2 separate regions of the Mus musculus genome follow, and region 1 is linked to region 2. A link is a contact called in public promoter capture Hi-C data. All regions are on one chromosome and are shown on one strand. Each heading gives the region's core, a stretch centred on a gene start, on an enhancer-like site or on the middle of the called end of the contact. The rest is flanking DNA. Distances are from core to core; before and after follow the strand shown. Region 1 holds the start of Trp53rka (transformation related protein 53 regulating kinase A). Region 2 holds the start of Dbndd2 (dysbindin (dystrobrevin binding protein 1) domain containing 2).

What was found. Promoter capture Hi-C pulls out the DNA fragments that hold promoters and counts their contacts.
Region 1: a contact with region 2 is called in a promoter capture Hi-C map of liver, with 3 times the contacts expected there. The contact joins the promoter of Trp53rka here to the promoter of Dbndd2 in region 2. A contact is called at or near these places in 2 of 39 promoter capture datasets (both in liver).

What each region holds. Positions count from the first base shown.
Region 1 is chr2:165,491,586-165,496,423 of GRCm38.p6, reverse strand. It overlaps Trp53rka (transformation related protein 53 regulating kinase A), which reads left to right and starts at 3,110. Exons shown (of 2, transcript NM_001007581.1): 1 at 3,110-3,377; 2 at 4,713-4,838. The coding sequence starts at 3,122.
Region 2 is chr2:164,484,479-164,489,622 of GRCm38.p6, reverse strand. It overlaps Dbndd2 (dysbindin (dystrobrevin binding protein 1) domain containing 2), which reads right to left and starts at 3,168. Exons shown (of 4, transcript NM_026797.2): 1 at 2,936-3,168; 2 at 1,235-1,381; 3 at 918-1,055. The coding sequence starts at 1,373.

The sequences.
Region 1 (4,838 bases), core at 1,861-4,360, 1.0 Mb before region 2:
GATAGCAGGTGCCAGTTCCCCAGAAAGTGACCCCATTGGAGGAGAGAGCTGGCAGAGGAGAGAAGGAGAGAAGAGGAAGGGAGATGGATGTAAGTTCAGATGGTGCCTAATATATTTCTCCTTCCTTTAAGCTTGTTTCTTGTTGCCACCCTAGTCATGAGTCCCCACCCTAGCTGGCAGTATACCCAAGGGGAAGGCCCCTGTCCTCCACCCAAGTGCACCCTGGTCAGAGCACAGTGCCATATGGAAACATTCTTGGTCCATGCTCTTCTTCTAGGCCAGGGCAGAGGTCCCTCATCAGTCACCTCAGTGTGTGTGACCCTCCCCATGGGGGGTTGGAAGCAGTACCTCTGTGACCCAGGGGTCTCAGGGTCTTTGTCCCACACTTTGTCAAAAACATCGGAGTCAAGAATTGGTGAGCAGAGAGAGGTTTGCTTACAGTTTGGACAAGAACAGGAGAGAGAAATCCTCTGCTTCTCTGTCTTGCTATTGGCAGATGTCTTAGGGTTTTATGGCTATGAATAGATACCATGACTGTGACAACTCTTATAAAGGAAAACATTTAATTGGGGCTGGCTTACAGTTCAAAGGTTCAGTCAATTATCGTCATGGCAGGAAGCATGGTGGCATTCAGGCAGACATGGACATGGAGAGGTAGCTGAGAGCTCTATCTCCACATTGGCAGGCAACAGGAGGAACAGTGACACTGGGCCTGGCTTAAGCATATGAAACCTCAAAATCCACCCCCAGTGACACACTTCCTCCCACAAGGCCACACCTATTCCAGCAAGGCCACACCTCCTAATAGCGCCAGTCCCTATGAGCCTGTGGAGGTCATTTCATTCAAACCACCACAGCAGTGTTAGAATTCTAGAAAGGCTGAAACACACAAGTTGGGAACTCCACATGTACAGCGTTATCTGTGAGGTGAGCTCTCTCAATTGCTAGTGACAGCCCTTGTCTTGGAGGCAGTCACTCTGTTACAGGCTTTTAGCCCATCGACATCCCTCTTCCTGGATAAAATTTCCATATTCTTAGGACCCCTCCCCATTATAGAAGACACTGGCTCTCTGCATTGGCTCTTGTTCTCAGCAGAACACTTGCTGTTTCTCGAGGAACATAGCTGGCCAGCCCACTTCTCACCGGTAGCCGGGAATCCCTACCAAATTCCCTTCTGATATTTCTTGGGATGGAGCCTGGAATATATGACTTTACAGTCAAACTTGCACTTTATACTACCTGCCCCTGGAAATAGCAAAATAAAGAGGGTCCCTGCCACCCACCCTTAGTCACCAGCTTCCTGCTCTCCCGCCAAGTTACAGGGGCCAGTTGTGGACCAGCCTGTCTCTCATCTCTCCAGTCAACTCATTTACTCATTCAGTGCTTTAAGGTTTCCACCCACATCTCTAACGACCTTTTCAGCACTCAGGTAGACAAGAAACTGTCAATTCCACTTCCCCATTTGGTTGTTTAAAAAAAGTCTCACACACACACACACTCATGAAATATTTTTAAAAGGTCAAAATTTGAATCTAAACGTCCCTACCCTCAACCCCCCAGTCTCACTTAGTATCAGGCTTGCAGTCTCCTGTCTGAGCATCTGAGCACTGCACAGCCTCTGAGTGTTGGGATCACACATATGCACCATCCCTAAGACACTCTAGGCCAGTACCCACCTCTTTGGTGCTGAGGGAGAGATGGAAGCAATACAATCCCTGCCTTGTGAGTAGCTACACAGCAGGAGGGTGGGGGGCTCTGTGTGATGGGAACCACTCTAGCAGGGTAAAGTGTGTTGGGGGGTGGGTGGGTCATCAATCAAGCAGTTGAACGGCCAAAACCAAAGGGAATCTGAAACAGGTCTGGAAAGTAGAAAACCAGGGCTGATAACAGTTGAACTCACTCTCCTCATAGAGGCTAGGAAGGGCTTGTCTGGGGAAGTGACCCTGCAGTGGAGAATAACCTGCAGCTCTAGGTGATATGGAGCTGGACAAACATTTCCCTGCAGAGGAAATAGCAGGTGCAAAGGCTCTGTGCCGAGGGAGCATCATGGAGGATGGGTGGGGATTCTGGAGAGGGGAGGGTTTATAAGGGATGCAGGAGTCCATGGGCCCAGTTAAGGTTTAGGTCTTTCTTCTTAGCACAGTAGGGAGACACTGAAAGGTTTGAAGCCGCTTTAAAGAGCTAAACTCAGCCTGACTTAGCAAGCCTGGCTTTGGTCAGCACCTTTGCACAGTTAGATTTCTAAGGCAAGGGTTCAGATGGGTTTGGTTACCATAGAGACGGCTGGGTGGACACAAACAATTATGATAATGAAGCTACAGACTTGAGCACTGGGGGATATAAACGAACCGGGTTCTGGGTGCGCTTTGCTGGAAAACACATTTTGCCCACACAAAGGGTCTGATTATGAAAAGGGACCTGCCATGAATATGAACGAAACCCAGGGACCACAGAGCCAAGATGCTGGTGCCATAGCAACCCGGGACTCAAGGGCTTCTCTTCTGTATTTTCAACAGAGCCCCAAGGAGCGTGGGGCAGGGACAAGGGGGTCAAAGGCCATGTGAAGAGAGCCCTGTCCACCGGCACCGCGTAATCAGCCTCTTAATTCTGATAAGCCCTCACCCTAGCAGAACCAGGCAGCCTCATTCTGTAGTTGAAGATACCGGATCTGAGAGGGATGGTGCTGGCTGCTGACAGGCTGGTGCCAGGCATCAGGTGGCGTCTCCGGATAGAAAGCTTCGCCTAGTCCCTGCCTCCTTCCCGGCTTAGAGCATGTTTCCATAGACTGAAGTGGGACACGAGTTCAAAGCTAATCTGAGCTACACCGTGAGACTCTGTCTCAAAAAAAAAAAAAAAAAAAAAAAGGTCCCAAAGCCGGAGCATCACCGTGATGAAGAGTGAGAAGCTGTTGGCCTAAAGTTGCTGAGCGCTCACGAAGACAGACAGGGAAGGGCCAAGTCTACAGGTCCTAGAGGCTCCGCTGAGCGCGGAAAGGTCGCGAGGCGGAACCAAACTAGCAGGGTGAAGTGTGTTGTGTGGGGCGGTGTTAATGGCGGAAGAGGCCGGAGGATTTCCGAAGCGAGCGGAAGCGGCGCGGTCAGGGTCGGAAGGAGTCGGAGGCATGGCTGGCACGTCCTCGGAGGCGGAGGCCGAGGCGCTGGCCGCTGCGCGCGAGCGGAGCCGCCTCTTCCTGAGCGGCCTAGAGCTGGTGCAGCAGGGCGCCGAGGCGCGCGTCTTCCGTGGCCGCTTCCAGGGCCGCGCGGCCGTGGTGAAGCACCGCTTCCCGAAGAGCTACCGGCACCCGGAGCTGGAGGCGCGGCTCGGCCGGCGGCGGACAGTGCAGGAGGCGCGCGCGCTGCTCCGCTGCCGCCGTGCGGGTGAGGGGGGCCGGACGGGGCTCCGGGAGACGGGACAGACAGGGCTGCGGGAGACCAGTGGGACGTGAGAGACGGGGCTCCGATTTCTAGGGGACAGGATCAGATGGCAATGCTTAAGGACTCAAGGCGACAGTCAGGACGCCATTCTGTTTGGTTCGCGGGGCTTGTTTAGCGCTCGGGTCCCTCCGTTTCTCATTTCTCTGTTTCTGCTTACCGTCCTTCCCTCTCCATTTGGTGGTCTTAAGCAGTAGGTGTCCTGACAGGCGGGTGGCAGGAGCCGGGCTCTGTGGATTCACATTCTCCCTGCATTGTCTCCCTCGTAGCCATTCAGCGAGTCGTCTAGCCCAGTTACCTTGTATGTCACCGGAATCTCAGGGATATTGTGGTCATTAAAGAAGGCATATGCATCACATGTTCTTATGCTGACATAGTTCAGTAAATGTTTGATTTCATTAAATTGTTATTCTTTTCTTTAAAAAACATCCACACCCCCACAAAACAACAACAACAACAACAACATTACTCCAGAGAAAATGAGACTCAAAGAGGGGAAGTGCCTGAGGTTCCACAGCTACCAGGCAGCCTGTCTGTGGCCCAGAACCACCGAGCCTTTGCTATTTTTCTCTTTAATGGTTTTTAGGTGCCCACTGCCAGGACATTGATAGGTGCCAGGAGCCAGGGGAAATGCAGAAGTGAACAGGCCTGTGCTTTTCTGCCCTAGAGGGGCAATGGAGTTATAAAGAAGTGTTCATATATTCTCCTTTACCTTTTGTAAGTTTTATCAGACATGGGTGGGGGCTACCTTGGTACCCCAGTTTCTAGGAAACTGTTCTGAACTTGGTTGACATTCAGGAGAGACTCCTGGTGTTAACTGGAGGTTTTGTTACCACTTTACAGTTGTGGAGACTGAGGCATAGAGTAGCTAAGGGAACCTTGAGGTTTCACGCCTAATAAGGGATCTGAACCTGCCTGTTCCAGAGCACAGATGAGCCTGTAAGGTGACACCCTGCTTAGCCACTTGCCTGGTGACTGTCAGGTAGAAACTGCCCAGACTGCAGGATGCTTTCCTTCTGGCTTCTTGTTTTGTTTGTTTTTAGGGAGCAGCAATGAATTCCAGTCCTCAGGTGGCTTGAGAAAGGAGGAGCAAGCCTTGATACTTCCAGACTTACCCTGGCCTGGTCTCAGGCCGTAGTCCTGCAGGGCTTTAACAGGGCAAGCTCTGGATAAATTGTATCATTTTCCACAGTAGTCTAAACCCTGTTCCAAAGCTGTCTGCCTGTGCATGAAGCTGGCCTTCATGAAGATGCGTTCCCTAACCACGTGTGTCCATTGCAGGGATAGCTGCCCCAGTCGTCTTCTTTGTGGACTATGCGTCTAACTGCTTATATATGGAAGAAATCGAAGACTCGGTGACTGTTCGGGATTATATCCAATCCACTATGGAGACTGAAAAGGACCCCC
Region 2 (5,144 bases), core at 1,919-4,418:
CCAGGCAGAGGGTTTGAATATCAGCATTCTACTTCCTGCCTATGTGACTGAACTTCTCTGAGCCTCATTTTCTTTTACTTCTTTTTTATTTTTTTCAGTGCTAAAATCAAACTCAAGAGTACTTGCCAGGCAAGCATATTGTGTAAACTGTGCTTCTAAACTCATACCTAGCCCGTAGCTTCTTTAGGAAATGAAGAGCCTACTCCCTACCTTGACAGAACATTAGGGTCAAGAGAAAACATGTGAAGTACTTTAGCACAGTATTAAGACCCTAGTAAATTATTCAGTAAAAATTAATATTATAGGGTCTGGAGAAATGAGTCAGCAATTAAGAGCACCAGCTGCTCTTCCAAAGGACCTGAGTTCAAATCCCAGCACCTACATGGCAGCTTGTAACTGTCTGTAACTCCAAGATCCAATACCCTCACACAGACATACATGCAGGCAGAACACCAATGCACATAAAATAAAAATAAGTTATTAAAATAACTAATATTATAGCCATACATGGTGGTACACACCTTTAATCCCAGCATGCTGGGAGGCAGAGGCAGGTGGATCTCTATGAGTTCAAGCATAGTCAGGGCTACACAGAGAAAGATTGTCTCGAAAAACAAACAGACAAGCAAAAAACCAAAAATATTTGATAGTAATTATGTTAATTCCACAAATATAAAAATTTAAAAGCTAAACTAGCTAGCCATTGCTAGAACTTTGACTGAGGAATCCATACCTCAGTTGCCCCTTAGAGTCAACTTCCCTAAATGAGAGCAGCCAACTGTTTCTCTAGCAAAAACACATACTTCCAACTTCTACTTAAGATTTTTCCCTGGCTCAGACCTACAACCTCTTTCTTTTCTGGCCCAAATATCCAGCTCTGGCCAAATGGTACCCAGATTCCAAAGCAGAGGACATACCAGACATCTGGGGAGCTGGCGAGGACTCCTCACAAGGCAAGAACACATCTGCTCCATCCTGATCCGCAAGATCAATAAACTCCACTTGCTCCAGTGTGTCCACATTCACTTCCATAGACGAGATGCTACCTATGGGGGCTGCACACAAGGGAGGAGAGCAAACAGACCAGGCTAGAGCTGAGAGATGGTCACATGTACATGCAAGACCCCAAATTGGGCCTCAAAAACAGGAAGGGAGCTGGTTCCCAAGATCTGAGAGCCACAAGGACACCTTTCCCAACCTAGCCCAATTCCATTCCTCAGAAATTGAAACTTACGTCTTTGTGACTCCAGGTGCAGATGGGACAGGGGGAAGACAAACTCTGTCTCTGGCTGTAAAATGTCCTCAAAGAACTTCTGCCTCTCCCGGAGCCGCAGCTGTTGGCGCTCCAGGGCTGCTCTCGGATTTGGGTCCATGTCAGCCCCTGTGCGGGAATAGGGTAAGGCAAGCACAGATGTGGGGATGAGAAAGAACGCAGTGGGGGCCTAGGCATAAGGAGCCCCTTGACAGCTGGCATCCCAGCAGCACAGCCTCGCTTCCAGTCTGGACAGCTCTGGCCTCAGCAGCCTCTTTCGCGAGGCGAGGCTGGCCCTGGTTCCACAAAGGGGATGTCAGTTCCAGGCACCGCAAGAGCCTGTCGTTAATGAAGGCTGCCAATGCTGGCTAACTGCCTACATGCCCTCTGAGAGACTGGAAGGAGCTGGCCATTTGATGGACTCAGCTCCCCTCTGAAGGCCAGGGAAGAACAGGGCGAGATGGATGAAGTGTAGGGCGCTATACCTCTGGTTCTTCCCAGTCCTTACAAAACCCAAAGACTATAGCTAAGTCAATAATACTCCATGCTTCCTGTCCCCCAAAACACACACATACCACCACTACCACCACCACCGCCACCACAATCCTCATCACCTCCAAACACTTTCTCTGGGGGCAAAGACCTAACTTCCTGACTTGCCTCTGCCTCTTTCTGGCCCCAGGGGTCCCACCTGAAGGTATCATCCTACCTACCTCAAACACTATCTGACAATATACTTCGTGAAGGAGGGCTGTTTGTAGAGAACTGAGCACCTGTCCTCTGAACTCTCACAGTTGTCCCCTCCTCTCACACATGTTTGGCTTATTTCCCAAGTTAGTAAGTACCAACTAGAAGGGTGGGGACTGAGTACAGTTCAGACCAGGTGTCGAGATTGCCAATACCGAGTTTTGCAGGACACCAGAGCTCTGGGGCCAGCCCTGTGCATTCATCCCCGTTCCTGGTACACTACTGAACCCATGCATCACAGGGAACAGGGGAAGCTCTAGGGTGAGGACCACGCTGTCATCCTCCAATAAACCTCAGCTGGCCACAGTGTAATCACAGCGCGTGGCCAGGTCCTCGAGTACTGGGGTAGCTCAGGAGGGACCCGAAACTAATGATAGAGGCAAGGCCAAGTCAGTGCCTGGAGCTGATGTGGCTGCCAGAGAAGGGAGAAGGGAGCAGCAGACGAGGACTCCAGAAAGGCTCTTAGAGCTGCCGCCCAGGTCACAACGCTAAAAATACCCAGGGCCCCAGGGGCGGTCTGCGGAGAGGAGAGGGGAGGCGAGCTCGCGAGGGAGCTGCCGCTGACCCGGGGCCACCCGGACGCCTCTCTTTTCCCCTCCCCCTGACGTTGTGGTCTTACCAGGCTGAAGGGACTGTCCACAGGGGGGCTGCGGAGCCAATTCCCAGAGCTAGGTAGTTGTTTACACGACCATAGGTACTGGGAAGAGTAGGGATTTGGAGACGGGAGGCTGACACCGGGAAGGAACCAGGGAAATGGAGAACGAACGCCCTCTGTCCCGGCCCCACCCGCGCCTGAGGAGGCAAGAGGCAAAGAATTCCCTAAAAGGGGACTGGCGCGTGGGCGAAGACGGGGCGGGCGGAGGAGGGCACCCCAAGTTCCCGTGCTGCGGGGGCCCAGTTCGCCGCACCTGAGCCCAACCCCGCATTCCCCCCTACCTGCAGCGCCCGCGCCCCGCTGGCTCCCTGGGTGCGCTCCCGACAAGCGGCGGCGGGGGCGTGGGAGCGAGCAGCGCCGGCCGGGTGGGGCTAAGCCTGCGGGGTTCCCTGGGGACCGGCGGCCCTGGGAGCCGGGAACGAGGAAGAGGCGGGAGGCGGAAGTGGGGGCGGGGCGGGCACTCGGGGCTGGCGGCGGAGGACAGCTCCTCTAAACGCCGGGACCCGGACTTGCGGGGCAGGCGAAAAGTTCCCGCACGCATCCCTCCTCGCTCCGCCCGCGCGAGGCTGCGCGCACCCCGAGGCACTTGCGGCACCCCCGCCCGGCGCACAGCTGCTGCGGGCACACGCGCCGGCTCCGGCCCACGCACACTTGATGCTCTCCGACTCCAGAGCAGCGCCCACGCAACGACCACGCGCACGCGCTCGCTGCCCGCCTCACCGCACCTCGATCACCCTGGCCACGGTTACGCGCACACTTCTCCAGAAGGTGCGAGATGGGGAAGCAGGGTCAGCTGCTGCCCAGCGAGTCAAGTGCATGGACCTTGGATTCCCTCAGCTGGCCTAAGGACCACACAGAGCCGTCGCCCTACGGGTCAGCGCACTGGGCGAGTCAGGGCTGGAGGGGATGCGCCGCACCCTACACGCCGGCAAGGAGCCAACACCTCGAGGTGCTCTAGAGATGCCAGACGTCCAGCCAGGCGTAGGTGGGCGGCCCAGTCGGAAACAGCCCCCTTTCAGCGTCTCCTGGCTCAAACCAGGGCTAGGAGTGTCCAGTATAGCAACCCCTGGATGAAGGCTCTGTCGCCTCCCTCCCCATGCCCTTGTCTGGGCTCTGAATACAGCGTGAGGATGAGCCATGACTGGTGTGTGTGTGTGTGTGTGTGTGTGTGTGTGTGTGTTTCCATTAGAAATCTGTGTCGGGGCCAAGCTACCAGGAAACCATCCTTGTCATCTCCCTCCCCTTTGAGACCCACATTAAAATACACCTCCATTTCACATCATTTCTGTTCCCACTCTGGCTCAGCCTCCCACAGTAGTAGCCTCCTTCAGAGTTTCCTGCGCCCTCTCTTGCCTAACTACATTCTGCACACAGGACAGCTCGAGAGCACACGTCTCATGTTTTAATGTCCTTTGTTATAATAAAATCTACGCTCTGGTATTTTAAGTCTCATTTCCCCTCCCCTCCCCTCCCCTCCCCTCCCCTCCCCTCCCCTCCCCTTCCCACAAGGTTTCTTTGCATAGCCCTGCTGTCCTGGTACTTGCTCTGTAGACCAGGTTAGCCTCAAAATCCAAGAGGACCCAGATCCCCCTGCCTTTGCCTCCTGACTGTGTCCCTATGCCCAGCTTCAAGTGATCTTGAAAAGCAGGGAAGCGGGAGGGTGTGTGCAAAGGGTTTTGGGTATGAGAAACACGCACATCTGGGTTTCCCCACAGGGGGACAGTACTCCAGCAATGCCTGAGGCATGGACTCTTCTGTATGGCTAGGCTGAGAACAGCCCTGTGAAGTAAGCATAGCACGCTCCCTTCTCACTCATCCAGAAGGGTGCACTAGCCTGTGGGAGGCAATGAATGCCGAGGTTAAGATTACAGCCAGACCCCTTCGGGAGCTGTAAACCACTGCAGCTCCTAACCAGCTCCTAACCCTTCTCTGACTCTTGATCCTGCCTACTAACTAGGGCTAATTAACCCCTCTCTCGTAGTGTAGGACTTGAGACACACTGGAAATGCTCCATCAACCTTAGCTCTCTTGGTTGGGATGGGTTCTGAGAAAGGGGAAGACTGCATTCTACTATGGACTTACGCATGGGAGGGGGCCCTGACTGTTGGCACTTCTGTGGGAGTTACCGGTGCCTCTGAGGTAAATGTTATTATGTCCACTTTACAGGCGCAGAAACAGAGCTACAGTAGAGGAACTATTGATGTTTTAATTTTAAGCTAGTCAGTGACAGGGCTGGAACTGGAACCAAGGTAGGCCGCCTCCTGAGATGGCTGTGACCACGGCTCCAAGCATGCTCTCTTATCCTTTTGTAAGTTTCGTTTTTCAAGAAATATAGCAATTAGAGTCTAACTTCTCATTAATGGATAGAGTAGATACTTGGTCTCATTTTATACCATAGAAATGAGGCCAACTCTGGATGTCGTACATTGGCTGGAGCTTAGCTCCCAAGGTCACCGACTCTCTCTCACCCTATCTCCTACCCCTGCCCCA